Regions from separate parts of the Mus musculus genome. Here regions 1, 3 and 4 are each linked to region 2. The links are chromatin contacts, called in public HiChIP or PLAC-seq and promoter capture Hi-C maps. All regions are on one chromosome and are shown on one strand. The core of a region is the stretch at or near the end of the contact, and the rest is flanking DNA. Distances in the headings are between cores, read along the strand shown.

What was found. HiChIP or PLAC-seq counts read pairs in DNA pulled down with a chosen protein or histone mark. Capture Hi-C pulls out chosen DNA fragments and counts their contacts.
Region 1: a contact with region 2 is called in an H3K4me3 HiChIP or PLAC-seq map of pro-B cells, with 5 times the contacts expected there. The contact joins the enhancer-like site here to the promoter of Tnks in region 2. A contact is called at or near these places in 2 of 39 promoter capture datasets (the HPC-7 cell line and pre-B cells), 2 of 115 datasets of contacts at active chromatin or transcription factors (astrocytes and pro-B cells) and 1 of 9 other capture datasets (liver).
Region 3: a promoter capture Hi-C map of liver shows a contact between it and region 2, with 2.2 times the contacts expected there. The contact joins the promoter of Prag1 here to the promoter of Tnks in region 2. A contact is called at or near these places in 1 of 39 promoter capture datasets (liver), 1 of 115 datasets of contacts at active chromatin or transcription factors (extraembryonic endoderm stem cells) and 1 of 9 other capture datasets (liver).
Region 4: an H3K27ac HiChIP or PLAC-seq map of extraembryonic endoderm stem cells shows a contact between it and region 2, with 2.7 times the contacts expected there. The contact joins the promoter of Rbpms here to the promoter of Tnks in region 2. A contact is called at or near these places in 2 of 39 promoter capture datasets (the C10 cell line and pre-B cells), 2 of 115 datasets of contacts at active chromatin or transcription factors (extraembryonic endoderm stem cells and pancreatic cancer cells) and 1 of 9 other capture datasets (adipose tissue).

The regions. Positions count from the first base shown.
Region 1 is chr8:36,158,083-36,160,967 of GRCm38.p6, reverse strand. It overlaps Gm38414 (predicted gene, 38414), which reads right to left. Exons shown (of 4, transcript NR_151736.1): 3 at 1,122-1,221; 4 at 1-1,037. Among named protein-coding and RNA genes, the nearest start is that of Gm38414, 3.5 kb to the right of the region's middle. Within about 2 kb of position 1,592, at least 91 of the 459 cell types and tissues checked have an H3K27ac peak or open chromatin away from gene starts, as enhancers often do. A contact at or near this core is called in the HPC-7 cell line, astrocytes, liver and 2 more, where this site is marked.
Region 2 is chr8:34,964,118-34,967,247 of GRCm38.p6, reverse strand. Tnks (tankyrase, TRF1-interacting ankyrin-related ADP-ribose polymerase) reads left to right here and starts at 1,558. Exons shown (of 27, transcript NM_175091.3): 1 at 1,558-2,234. The coding sequence starts at 1,583.
Region 3 is chr8:36,093,314-36,096,306 of GRCm38.p6, reverse strand. Prag1 (PEAK1 related kinase activating pseudokinase 1) reads right to left here and starts at 1,479. Exons shown (of 6, transcript NM_172911.3): 1 at 1,319-1,479.
Region 4 is chr8:33,928,429-33,931,267 of GRCm38.p6, reverse strand. Rbpms (RNA binding protein gene with multiple splicing) reads left to right here and starts at 1,405. Exons shown (of 8, transcript NM_001042674.2): 1 at 1,405-1,792. The coding sequence starts at 1,727.

The DNA.
Region 1 (2,885 bases), core at 343-2,842, 1.2 Mb before region 2:
CCAGCACAATATGCACATGTATCAGATAACTCACGGTACCCAAGTAATGGGCACAATTTGTTTTTGTCTACCAGCTTAAAAAAGAAAAAGTGAATGAACACTGGAAACTATGCTGCATTCATACAATGGACTGTCACCTGATAGTTGAAAGGAAAAAGCCATGGACACACAGAATAATGCATGGAGGCATGCATAGGGTCTGCACAGCTTCAAGCTAGACAGAGTCCAATAGTGAGAAGGGAAATGGATCTAACCCAGAAGTGATCGATAACAATTCATTTTCTTCAATGGAGTCTCACTAGATATATAAGGCACATTTAAGGGCACCCCCACCCCATGCTCAGGAGTAGATGGCGAACACACAAACACAAAACTTGATTTTTTATTTGTTGTTTGTTTGTTTGTTCGTTCCATATTGCTTTGTTAGGGCACCTTTTATCTTAGTTGTCTTTTTCTTGCATATTATATCTTCTGATTCCGTGTTTTTGTGGATTTTGTTTGTATGTGTGTGTTTCTTGTGTTCTGTCAATGTTTTTCTTTCCTTCCATATTTCTGTCTGTCTGTCCTTATTCTGGTTTGTTTTCTAGAGAAAAACAAAGGGAGGGAGAGAGAGATGGGGGAGAGTCAGATGGTTCGGGAGATGGGGGAGGGAAAACCATAATCAGATTACATGGTAGGAATTTTCAATTAAAGATAATAATAAAAGAAAATATGTCACATAAATGCATAGAAATCATAATCATTTTGCCAAATCCAGATACCCATAAACTGTGGGATGGGCAAATGTATTTTGCACTAAGAATACTGAGGTCATGTGGTACCCCACTGAAAGTGTCTGAGGGGTGTCAAAAGGGATTTCAGAAAACTTGCCAAGATTATTACAGCTCTTAATAACTAAACAAAGCCACAGTCTTTATCAACCAAAATAGCCACAACTGCTAAGGCCTCAGAGAACATCAGACAGTCATCTCATTGTGATGCGTGACTGGCAAGACGATCTCCAGGCAAGACATGACGACCTCCAGGGTTGGCATGTTCTACAAACATGAATGAAAATACATTTCCTTAGGAGTCTTCTGGATGCACGAAGTGGTTAAACAGTTAAGATTTGGATATTTTACCTCACGAGTGGTGTCTGTTGTTACTGTTGTTTGTAGTTCAATTCCTAGAACTGACCTAAAAGCTTGATTGTAGAGGCAGGTATCCATTATCCCATTCCTCCTATAACAAGAAGGGAGGTGCAGACAAGAGAATCATCTAGAAGCGTGTGAACTACCAGCTAGTCGGGTACTACCCTGCTCTGTGTCAGAAACAAGACCTTGCCGCAACAAAATGGGCAAGCAAGGGCTCTCCACAAATTGTCCTCTGATCTCCATGTGTGTACTCACCCTCTATCAAGATCTCAGAGTTTGCCAAGCACTGATGTTGCTAACTAGACTCCAGAGATGAGATTAAAGGCCTTCTCAGCCAGCAGGTTCTGCTCCGTTTTGGGAGTCTCCAGTTCTAGGTTCGTGCGTTTGTGCCTATGCACGCATGCTCTGGGGAAGCCGGCCTTCATTGTCTTTACTTCCTCTGACCTTTCTGGGGGATGGCAGCTGGGAAGAACTGGCAGCTGCAACCTTACCCTGCTTAGGCCTGCGAGAGAGTCCACCTCCGGATGCAGAGAAAATTGTCATTCTCAGCCAAAACAAACACTTTCCCATCTGGGAAGGCCACTGAGTGACAAGTGGCTTTTGATGTAGACATCACTGCCCCAGAGAGCTATTTATTTGGAAGCAAGAGGAGGAGGAGGAAGAAGCTTGAGTGCGGGGGAATTGAGCTATCATATCCGTACTTCTGGCAACAGGATCTTCAGGGCTCTGGGCTAAAGAGATTACTCTGGTCCCTTCAAAGTAGTTTCTGAAACCACTCTCTTCCTGTCATAGCTCTCACGTGGCTTTATGGGGGCCCCTGGAATGGTTTGTTTGGGTTTAGCTCGTTGTGACAGACAGGCCTGAAGACCAGAAATGGGAACGAAAGCAGTTAGTCTGAACTCCGCTGCCGACTGCAGTTTAAGGGCACGGGGAGTCCCAGGAAGCCAGAGAAAACCAAATTCCTTTTGTAAAAACGAACAGTGAGGGGCTCTGAAAGAAAGCACAAGTCACTGCCGAGAAATAAAAGTGTGTCTTTTAATGCAAATCCAAATCTGGGGAAACTCATACATGGGTTTTGTTTTCTTGAACTGGGAACGGTCATTTAAAATGACAATATTCCTTTAAAATGACAATATTTAAAGGTTTTGTCTCTGTCTGGTCCAGCATGTCTCTCAGCGTAAAGTTCTGCATTCTGAACTCACCCAGGTTTAGTGGCACCAGGATGGTTATATTTAGGAGAGTTGGGACAGTCTGAGCATAGCCAGGAGCATCCAGCAAGTTCAGCATAGTAATAACACTAAGATTTCCAGCGGAAAAAAATCTCATGGTGTAGATCACAAAGCAGACAGCTTAGACAGCACAAGGATATCTCTCTCTCTCTCTCTCTCTCTCTCTCTCTCTCTCCCCCCCCCCCTCTTTGTTCAGATAGCCTGTTTGGTGGGCAGCAAAATTGTGCATATCGTACATGCCGGGCAAAGAAACCACGTGGTCTCCCATCCTACTTGGAGTCGAACACAGAGAAGCCTGGGGGGGGGGGGGAGGGCAGAGCAGAGATGCTCAGGAAGCTGACTGTGGCATCGAGGCAGTTTGAATTCAGGCTTGCTGCCAAGGGTGTAAGGAAATATAGAAGCAGAGACTGATACAGGGGCTGGCAGGGCTGAGCTATCTCACCCAGCCCACAAGGCTATACAGGGTCTCAGAACAGGAAGAAGGTACAGTGGCAGAACAGGGGCTCCGGTGGAGGAGTCGGTC
Region 2 (3,130 bases), core at 309-2,808:
CTAGAGAACCCAGACTAATACACAGAGTGAGAAAACTTACAGGGAAAACTCTCACCAGACTATGAGAGTTTGTGCAGCCGATTGCCACGAACGCCAAGGAGCAGAGACAGGACAGATTTTTGAACTGCTCTTTTCAAAGTGTCTGTAATCTGAGAGGACAGGATTAACATTTTAGAGACTTGCTTTACCTGTTGTCTCTGCGCTAGCAAAGCAGAAGAAAGAAGTCAGTCATTCCAGAGTACGGCCACGTCTCTCATGTCATGTGGTCTGCTCAGTCTCCGAGATTCTCGTCTGGTGCTCCCCCTCCCCCACCCCGCTCCCCCATTGCTCATTCCTGTCCCTTCTTATTCTCTGTCTAGTTAGGTTTGCATACTCCCAATGCCAGTGAGTCTTGCATGCCTCTCAGAGCATCCTTAGTCAGATTTAACTCTGAAGAGACAAACCAAGCGGTGTGTCCTCCTGACCCACTAGCATAGTTGCGGCCATTTTGTTCCATGCTTGCCAGCTATTTCATATTGTTGCTGTAATATGCCTACCAGCCTTTGACATAGAAAAATAGTTTGACTCAGAGAAGGGTCATGCTGGTCACATCCCCTGTTATGTTCTGTATGTCCTGAGGTTTGTTAATCTTAAGGAATTCCACAAAGCTTTACATAGGGCCCATCAAATTAAAGGTCATTATGAACTGTTATGTCAAAAATGGCTTAAATCAGACCTGATCACCTGGCAGAACTTCCTGCACCTGAGAAAGATCTCATTGTCGTTTGTGTGTGTGTGTTTTCCTTTATAAGCTGACAGAAAAAGATAATGTAGTTCAGATAATTCTGAGCTATGTCCATGATCTAATCAGTATTAGGGTATAAATTCAATAATCCGACTCTCAGACCCCAACACTGAGCTATTGACAGTGTGTATGTGCATGGATTCCTTTCTCCGGTATTAAGTACAAATGCTCTTAGAGAATAAAGTTCCCTTATCCTTCCCTCCTGTCCCGTGTCAGAATGAGACGTAAGAGACAGTACAAAGAGACAGTAAGGTGGAGAGATATCTAACACTGCATTTAAAAATATTCCCAATGTGCTAATTATAATTATTCTTCAGAGCGTTTGTATGCATTAGCTCACTTCATTCCTGCAAACAACTTTGTGAGGTGGGTACTATTAATTCCATTTTCGGACGAGGACGTTTGGTAGATGTTTGCATAAGTTACACTTTAATAGCTTCTTCTGAAGGGAGACACCGCAGACTGACGGGTACCCGAGGGAAGACTGAAGCCGACCGAAGCAATCCCGCAGAAAGTGAAGGAAGGCAGAAGTTTCTCAGACAGGTAGTGGCTCACCACAACTTTCAAATCTGCCCAGCCAGCCCGCCAGGGCGTCACAAAAGCCCGTCGCTCCACTACTAAGCCACGCCCCCAGGCTGGTTGTTCTCTGAGCTTCCAATACTTCCCTTCTTCTCTCGGACTCCACCCACTTCGGCAGGAATCATTTCCGGGTATGTTGGATCCCGATTGGTCCAGAATCCGGAAGTGAGGGCGGGCGGTGGCGCCGTTGCCGCAGTGACAGTACGGGGGAGTGGGAAGATGGCGGCGTCGCGTCGCTCTCAGCATCATCACCACCATCATCAGCAACAGCTCCAGCCCGCCCCAGGGGCTTCGGCTCCGCCACCGCCACCTCCCCCGCCGCTCAGCCCGGGCTTGGCCCCGGGACCCACCCCTGCCTCGCCTACGGCCGGCGGCCTGGCGCCCTTCGCCTCCCCGCGGCACGGCCTGGCGCTGCCGGAGGGGGATGGCAGCCGGGACCCGCCCGACAGGCCGCGATCTCCCGACCCGGTGGACGGCGCCGTCTGCACCGTGGCTGCTCCGGCCGCGGTCCCGGCAGCTTCCGCCGCCGTCGGGGTCGCTCCCACCCCAGCCGGCGGCGGCGGCGGCGGCGGGAACAACTCCGCGTCGTCCGCTTCTTCCCCGACTTCGTCTTCGTCTTCCTCCCCGTCCTCCCCTGGCTCGAGCTTAGCGGAGAGTCCCGAGGCGGCCGGAGTTGGCTCCACGGCAACTTTGGGAGCCGGGGCGGCGGGCCTCGGCCCGGGGGTCCCAGCCGTGAGTGGGGCCCTGCGGGAGCTGCTCGAGGCCTGTCGGAATGGGGACGTGTCCCGGGTGAAGAGGTTGGTGGACGCCGCGAACGTGAATGCCAAGGACATGGCCGGCCGAAAGTCTTCTCCCCTGCACTTCGCAGCAGGTCTGTCTGGGACTTGAGAATTGTGGTTTACGGGGTTCGGAGCGGAGGGTGGGTGATTGGACCCAGGACAAAGAAGTTACAGGTTGTTAGCAGGACTTCACCCCGAGAGCTGAAGTTTTTAGTGCATGGGTGGTGGGGACTTGGAAGCGGGGACGAGGTGTGAATTCACCCCTCAGTGTTTGCAACCGTGGTACTTCAACTTATGCAAACTCTGTGTAGCGGTCAACCCTGGATGTGGGCATGCTTAAAACTTTTTCAGTTCAGAGTGTGCCTGCCTGGGACAAGTTGCATTTGAGTCGCTTTAGGGACAGCTTTGTCGTTCGTGAGACAGTTTTGTTTTTGTTTTTGTTTTCGGCACGGTTTTGTCCCCGGAGGACAGACAGTCCCGGGCCAAAAGAAGTGTACGGTAACTCAACAAGTGTTTTAAGAATCTCTCATATTCTTAAGATACACAACGCAAGACAATGGGGTTTGTGAAACGTCACGTTTTCTATGAAGTCGACTGTCTGTTTGGAGAGACTACAGCGGGCCAGTCGGAGACAGTAGTGATAAGGGTATTGTGTGCCTTATGATAAGGGGCAGAGAGAGACAGAGAGCGAGAGAGAGAGCGAGAGCGAGGGCGCAGCTTTGAGGTCCATTGTGTATTTACCTTGTCTCTCAGCTCATTTTCTTAGAGACAAAGATGAGAGGTTGTTTGAGCAAGGATCTAGGAAGAAGTCTCTGGCGGGGAAACTCTCCACATAGGCACTGATTGCTAAATGCTGAACTGAACTTTTTTTTGCCCCATCCCCCTTCTGAGTATGTAGTTGTTTTCTTTTTGAAACGCAGAATATTTTTATAAAACACAGAAATGTAGAACAAAACTAAAAGGGCTGTAATCTCACTGCTTTGATACT
Region 3 (2,993 bases), core at 230-2,729, 1.1 Mb before region 2:
GGCCAGATCCTAAGTATTCAGGTCAAAACCCCTCTTATTTGCACCCAAATTTGCTCATGCCTTACTTGATAGAATTCCACAATTTTCCATCTAAATAATATTGCTTCTTGTATTTTACAAAAAAAAAATAATAATGCAACCCCCCAAAGGTATAGTATGTATGGAAAGTATATAGATTAATGCATTATATTCCATTAGCCAGCGTGGTCTAGGGAGAAAGCAGGACATGACTACCCTAACACCCCACCTCACCCCAGCCCCAGCACTGAGGGTATATAATGGTATCTACATATCTTTTTATTTTCTACTTTCTGAGCAATCATAGTAGGAGGAGTGTGGACTTGAAGCCTGCAGTCTGATCCAATAAGGGGAGCAAAGTTCTGAGGGACCCTAGGAAAGCCAACTTGCTTTCTCTGGGGCCTCCTGTCAAATCTCCTCAGAAGGGGCTGTAAGGTAGAGTTGAGAACTGTGATCAGTTAAGCCTTTCCAACCTGAGTCTGAACTGAATCCGTTGCAAAACTCCTCAGCCTTAGACCTTTGGGCTCTACAATAGGCTCTGCAAAACCATGGTTGAGCTTTACCTGGGAGAACAGACACAGTGAGCGAGCGCTGTGGGCTGAGAATTGCTCAGCCGCCTCCATTCGCATTCCCAGGACTCACACACAAGCAGAGATTCTATTTTCCAAGGGTAAGCGTGCTTGCGTGTGCATGTGGGTGCATGTGGGTGTGTGCGCCCGGCTGCAGAGGGGACATCACAAGCAAAGGTTGGGAGCTAGCTCCAGGTATGGAATGATCACCAAGGTTCATCAAACAGATAGCACCTTCCTTCAGAGATCAGCTGCAGCCTAAAGGTGGCTTCCCTGGACCCCCAATTCGTCACCTCCGGGTCTGGCCGGAGCAGCCCGAACGGCCTCTGCCCCTCTGCTCCTTTGACAATACTCACTGCAAAAGGAGCAGTTCCCAACACACAAAACAGAGCAGCCAGACCAGCAAGACCAGTAAAACCATTACAGCAGTCGATCACCCTTCCCGGAACTCCAAGGAAAAGTTTCCCAGTTTCAAAGCGAGCGTTTCTCAAAAGAATTGAAAATACCCCTCCGACTCCCCAGCTTTCCCGTCTCGGAACCTGCACCGAGGGCACAACCCTGAGCACGAGGTCCGGACTCTCCACGCGCTCCGGATCGGTAGCCTGTCACCCCTGGGGACGCCAGCAGGGGCTGGCCCGCCGGGCCACCGCAGCGACTCTGCGAAAGCCCCTGGGCCGCCACGTTCGTCAGACAAAAAGCGGCGGGATCTGGAGAGAGAGTGGTGGGCTCACCTGGGGTCTGCGGTCTCGCAGCCTCGCCGTCGGTGACCCAGCAGTCCGTTGCCCCGCCGGACGCCTCGGAGCATTGTCTTTAGCGTGTCTGCGCGGAGTGCTTGCCCAGCCGCGGGCGGCTGACTTCTGCCTGGGCCCGGCGGCCGGGTGGCAGCTGCGATCGCGGCTCCGCCCCCTCCGCCTCGGGTGACGCCGCCCGCTCCGCTCCCGCCGCACCCCCGCAGTCCTTGCCGCTGCCCCGCGTCTCCACCGGGCCTGCGCGTCCCGCCACTCTGCTCGTCCCCAGTCCAGGAGGGCGGGCGATCGCCCCTGCCCAGGTCCCTAGGAACTCCGCACCGCGCCCCGCCCCCTCGCTCGCCACAGCGAGGCTCCGCCCCCAGCCCGAGCCTTGGCGCCCCTAGACCTGGAGCTGAGCCCCCCAGAGCGTCCCCAGCTCAATCCCAGCTCAGCGCAGTTCTGCTTGGAAGATCTCTGGTGCTCCCAGCTTTCCTTAACCACAATGCACAGATAGGTGTGTCTGTCGGAGTAAATGCATTCTCATCCCTCCACCCAGCCGACCCTAGGAGACCCTGGTAGGGAGGGAGCAAAAGAACGAAACATGGAAGAGAGGGGATCCGGAGTACAATAATAAGATCTAGGGCGGTGGGCTCTGAAAGAGGCGTGAGCGCCTTCACTGCCACGTACTGTTATCCTAGGAGAACCACAAGCCGGCTGGAGCAGGGCTGGCTGAGAGATTTCAGGTCCTGCTCAGCTCCTCATGTCCAGGCCTCTAGCAAATGGCTCAGCACATCTCTTTGAACTTTAGTGTTTTAACAGTGGAATGCAAATGTTGGCCTGGAGGACCGGCCTTCAATCATGCTGGGGCACCCAGGTCCTCCACCTGTGTTTACACCGCTTCCAGTGCGTGAGTCACTGGCTGAGATACAAGGAGTTCAAGATATTGTTCCTCGGGCGAAAAATCTTTTTTAACTCTCAGGAGAGGGCCAGCCAGTCGCCTCCCTTCCTCCAGCTGCCTGAGTAGGACAGACTTGCACCTTGCCCTGGGTGTTCCCTAAGAAGCCAGGCACTGAAGTTACTGCTCAGGGCCAAGCCTGAGTGAAAACGGAATCCTCCCCCGCACCCCCCCCTCAACACATCTGGTTGCTTCCCTTTGCTTTACAGAGGCAGCGCGGTGTTACATCCTTAATCAGGATGATTCCACGGAGAGAAGGAAGGCACCACTCAGACCCTCCCCCTCTTCGCCTTTATGTGGTGTTAACACTGGCAGCGCTATATAGAATATGAAAGAGGAAGAAGACATGTTTTGGATATGTGTGGCTTCTATGTAAGGAGTGCAAAGGGACCATAAGGAGAATTTACTTATCATTCAATGTCCCTCATTACCCATTTAAGTACGGAAAGACTGATAGGAAGGTGAATAGGAGTCGTACTAACATTCATGAAGAACCTACTACGTGCCAGGCAACGTCACAGGGCAGGGTTAGCACATTTGACACAGCATAACACAGGTCCAGAAGGGTCCTATCCTTTGCCAGGGCTCCTCAGGTGAAAAGTGGTAGTGTTGAGATGGGAACCAAGAGCTGCCTGATTCCACCGAGAGTCCACCACATTGCCCTACCAGTCAATCATTTCAACAAGTACATAAGGAAAACTCTGGTGGAACGGCGCCAGCAGC
Region 4 (2,839 bases), core at 156-2,655, 1.0 Mb after region 2:
CCCAACCGCACACAAAGCGGGGAAGGGTAAAGAATGTGGAGTAGGGAGAAAGAGATAAACAGTTAAACCAAGCCATAAATGAGAAATCGTGATTGGTGCGGCATGCCAGACGAACTTCCTCAGAGAGACAGGCACCATCCGCTGAATCGTGGGTTTTAAATGTCTGTCCAAACTAGTCAAAAGTCTAGGAGCTTACAGGATCTATTGTTGGAAAAGTTCTCTAGGACCAGGAAAATGGAAACTTCCTTAATAATAATGCTAGCTTCCGCCTATTGTAAACCACAATTGTGCAAGTATGGGTGTTAGGAACCTGAGGCTCGCCCCACCTATAATCTCTAAAACCCTGGGATATATATATATATTCATACATACATACATATATGCACACACACATATAATGATTGTAATATATATGTGTGTGTGTATATATATAATCAGTGAAATGGGAGAATATGTATGTGTGTGTATATATGTATGAAATATTTATTCATTTTATAGATGAGGAAGTGGAAGCTATGCGGTCATCCGGTGTTGGGTAATTGCTTTGATTCTCTAGAGATAAATGTCTTGACCTTTGAGGGGCAGTGAGGGATATTTAGTCAACAAGTACATATGGAGGGCCTACTACGCTCCGGGACTACGCTCCAGGTAGCCTACTTAAGTTATGGCAGAGATAAACAGGACGTAGTCCTGTATTCCAGGAAGGGGCTCCCCGTAGAGTGATGTAAACAGACCCGATTCCAGAACAGTCTGGTGCCGGCTGTGCGAGTCTGAACAGGGGCGGCCGGAAGCCTAGAGAGCGATAGCGGCCGAAGTGGGGGGGGCGGGGGGAGGCTGGGAGGTTTCGCTGTACTCGGGCACCCGCAATGGGGTGGCAAGCGGTGTCCTGCAAAAGCGGGGCTCGGTGGTGGGCTGTCCCGCGTGCCCGTCACCTTTCTGCCCGGGAAGAACCGAGTCTCGGCGGGTATTGCCACGGAGGGTGGGTTTGGGTGCACACCCGTCGTGAAAAGCAAGCAAACAAAAGTAGCGCGCTCCAGTCCATGTGCCCCCCACCCCTACCCCGAAAGGCTTGTCCTCGGCTCTGAGCCCCCTCTCCAAGCCCACCGCCGCTGGCCCGCCCAGACGCCTAGGTCCACGGGGTTGGAGAAAGAAGGGGCGGCCCGACCTTCCGCCCGCGGTCCCCGCGGCCTCGTGACCCCGGTGCCGACCCCCCCTCCCCCAAGCCCAACCCAGCCCAGCCCAGCCCAGCCCTGGGTTCGACCGCTCCGCCCCGCGCCCCTCCTCTCGCGGGGGGCTTCGCTGTCCCGATCCGCGTCTCTCTGGGCTGCGTCCGGCCGCGCACGTCCAGGGAGGGCGGAGGGAGGAGAGGAGGGAGGGGAGGAGAGGAGGGAGGGGAGGAGAGGAGGGAGGGGAGGAGGGAGGAAGGCGAGAGAAAGCGCGCTGCGTGCGGCCCCGCTGCCCAGAGCCTGCCAGCAGCGCGTCCTCGGCGGCTCCGGTCCCAACCGCGCCCGCCGCCTCGCCTCCTCGGTCTCGGCCGCGTCCCGACTCCGGGGCTCGCCCGGCCTCTCGGAGGTCCCCGCCCGCCGGTCCGTCTCGGCTCTCCGCTGCGCCGCCCGGCTCCAGCCCCGCAGCCCGCCCCGGGGGAAGGTAGCAGCGGGCGAGCGCGCCCTCGCCCTCGCCTCCAACCCCGCGCCCCAGTCCCGCGCGGCGACGAAGGACCGGGAAGATGAACGGCGGCGGCAAAGCCGAGAAGGAGAACACCCCGAGCGAGGCCAACCTTCAGGAGGAGGAGGTACTGAGGGGGACTGGCTGGGGGGCGCGGGGCGCACGGGCCGGGGCTGGGGGGAGTAGCACGGGACGCGGGCGTCCGGAGGGCGCGGGACTGGGTCCACGCGCGTCCGCCTGCCTCTGGTTATTGCATAAGTTTTGAGGACTTTCCCGAGACTTTTGTAAGTAGAATGCTCAGCTTTGTCTACTCGGGATGTTGAAAGCGGAATCGAGAGCTGACTCCCGGGTGACCTCAGATGATTGGGACCAGGGAGGGTCAGGACTTGGGTTCTTGCGTCTTGCAGCTGGAAATTGGAGGGAGGGAGGTATGGCGAAGGGAGAAACTCTGGGAAAGTTCTCAGTAAAAGATACTTCCGACCCCAGCTCCCCTCCCTCTCTTACTCCCTCCCTCCCTTTCGGTGTTAAAAGTTCTGGGTGAAATATCTTCTTAGCTGAGACATTTTGGATTAATAGATAACTCATAGGACGCATTCTTCTCCGATGAGTCGGAGACCCCCGCCGAACCTGGGAGAGGTCGAATGTGGGGGTGGGGGCGTAGAGTAACAAGGGCTAAAAGCTTTGGGTTCCCCAAAGCAAAGGTGCGTGGAGGGTGTTTTTAAAGGGGGGAAAATCACAACTTTATGTGGCACACTCGGAATTTACAAACAATTTGCGGCTGTGGTGCGTTTCTTACTGAAAACGCCGGTGGTGGACGGGGGTGTACTTGGGGCTCGTGAATTTTGTCAGTTTTGTGATATCCTGTTTCGCCTTCACTCCTGCAAATGTGTTATCTGGAATACAAGAAATTATATTTACCATTTTAAAGGTCTCCCAGAATTGAGTGTGCAGTAGCAGAAACTGCCCATCCCACTATAACGTAAAAAAGTGTTCTTACAGGTAATTTACATCCTAATAAAGGGGACGTACACAACCCGAACTGACTCTAAAGCAGTTAGTATGGTGAGAGTATTGGGACGCTTGTGCAAACTTAAACACAGAGAGTGAAACCAAACATTAAAGAAGAGTATCCATCTACCCAACTCAGACCTGCGTGAACTATCCACTGGTAAAG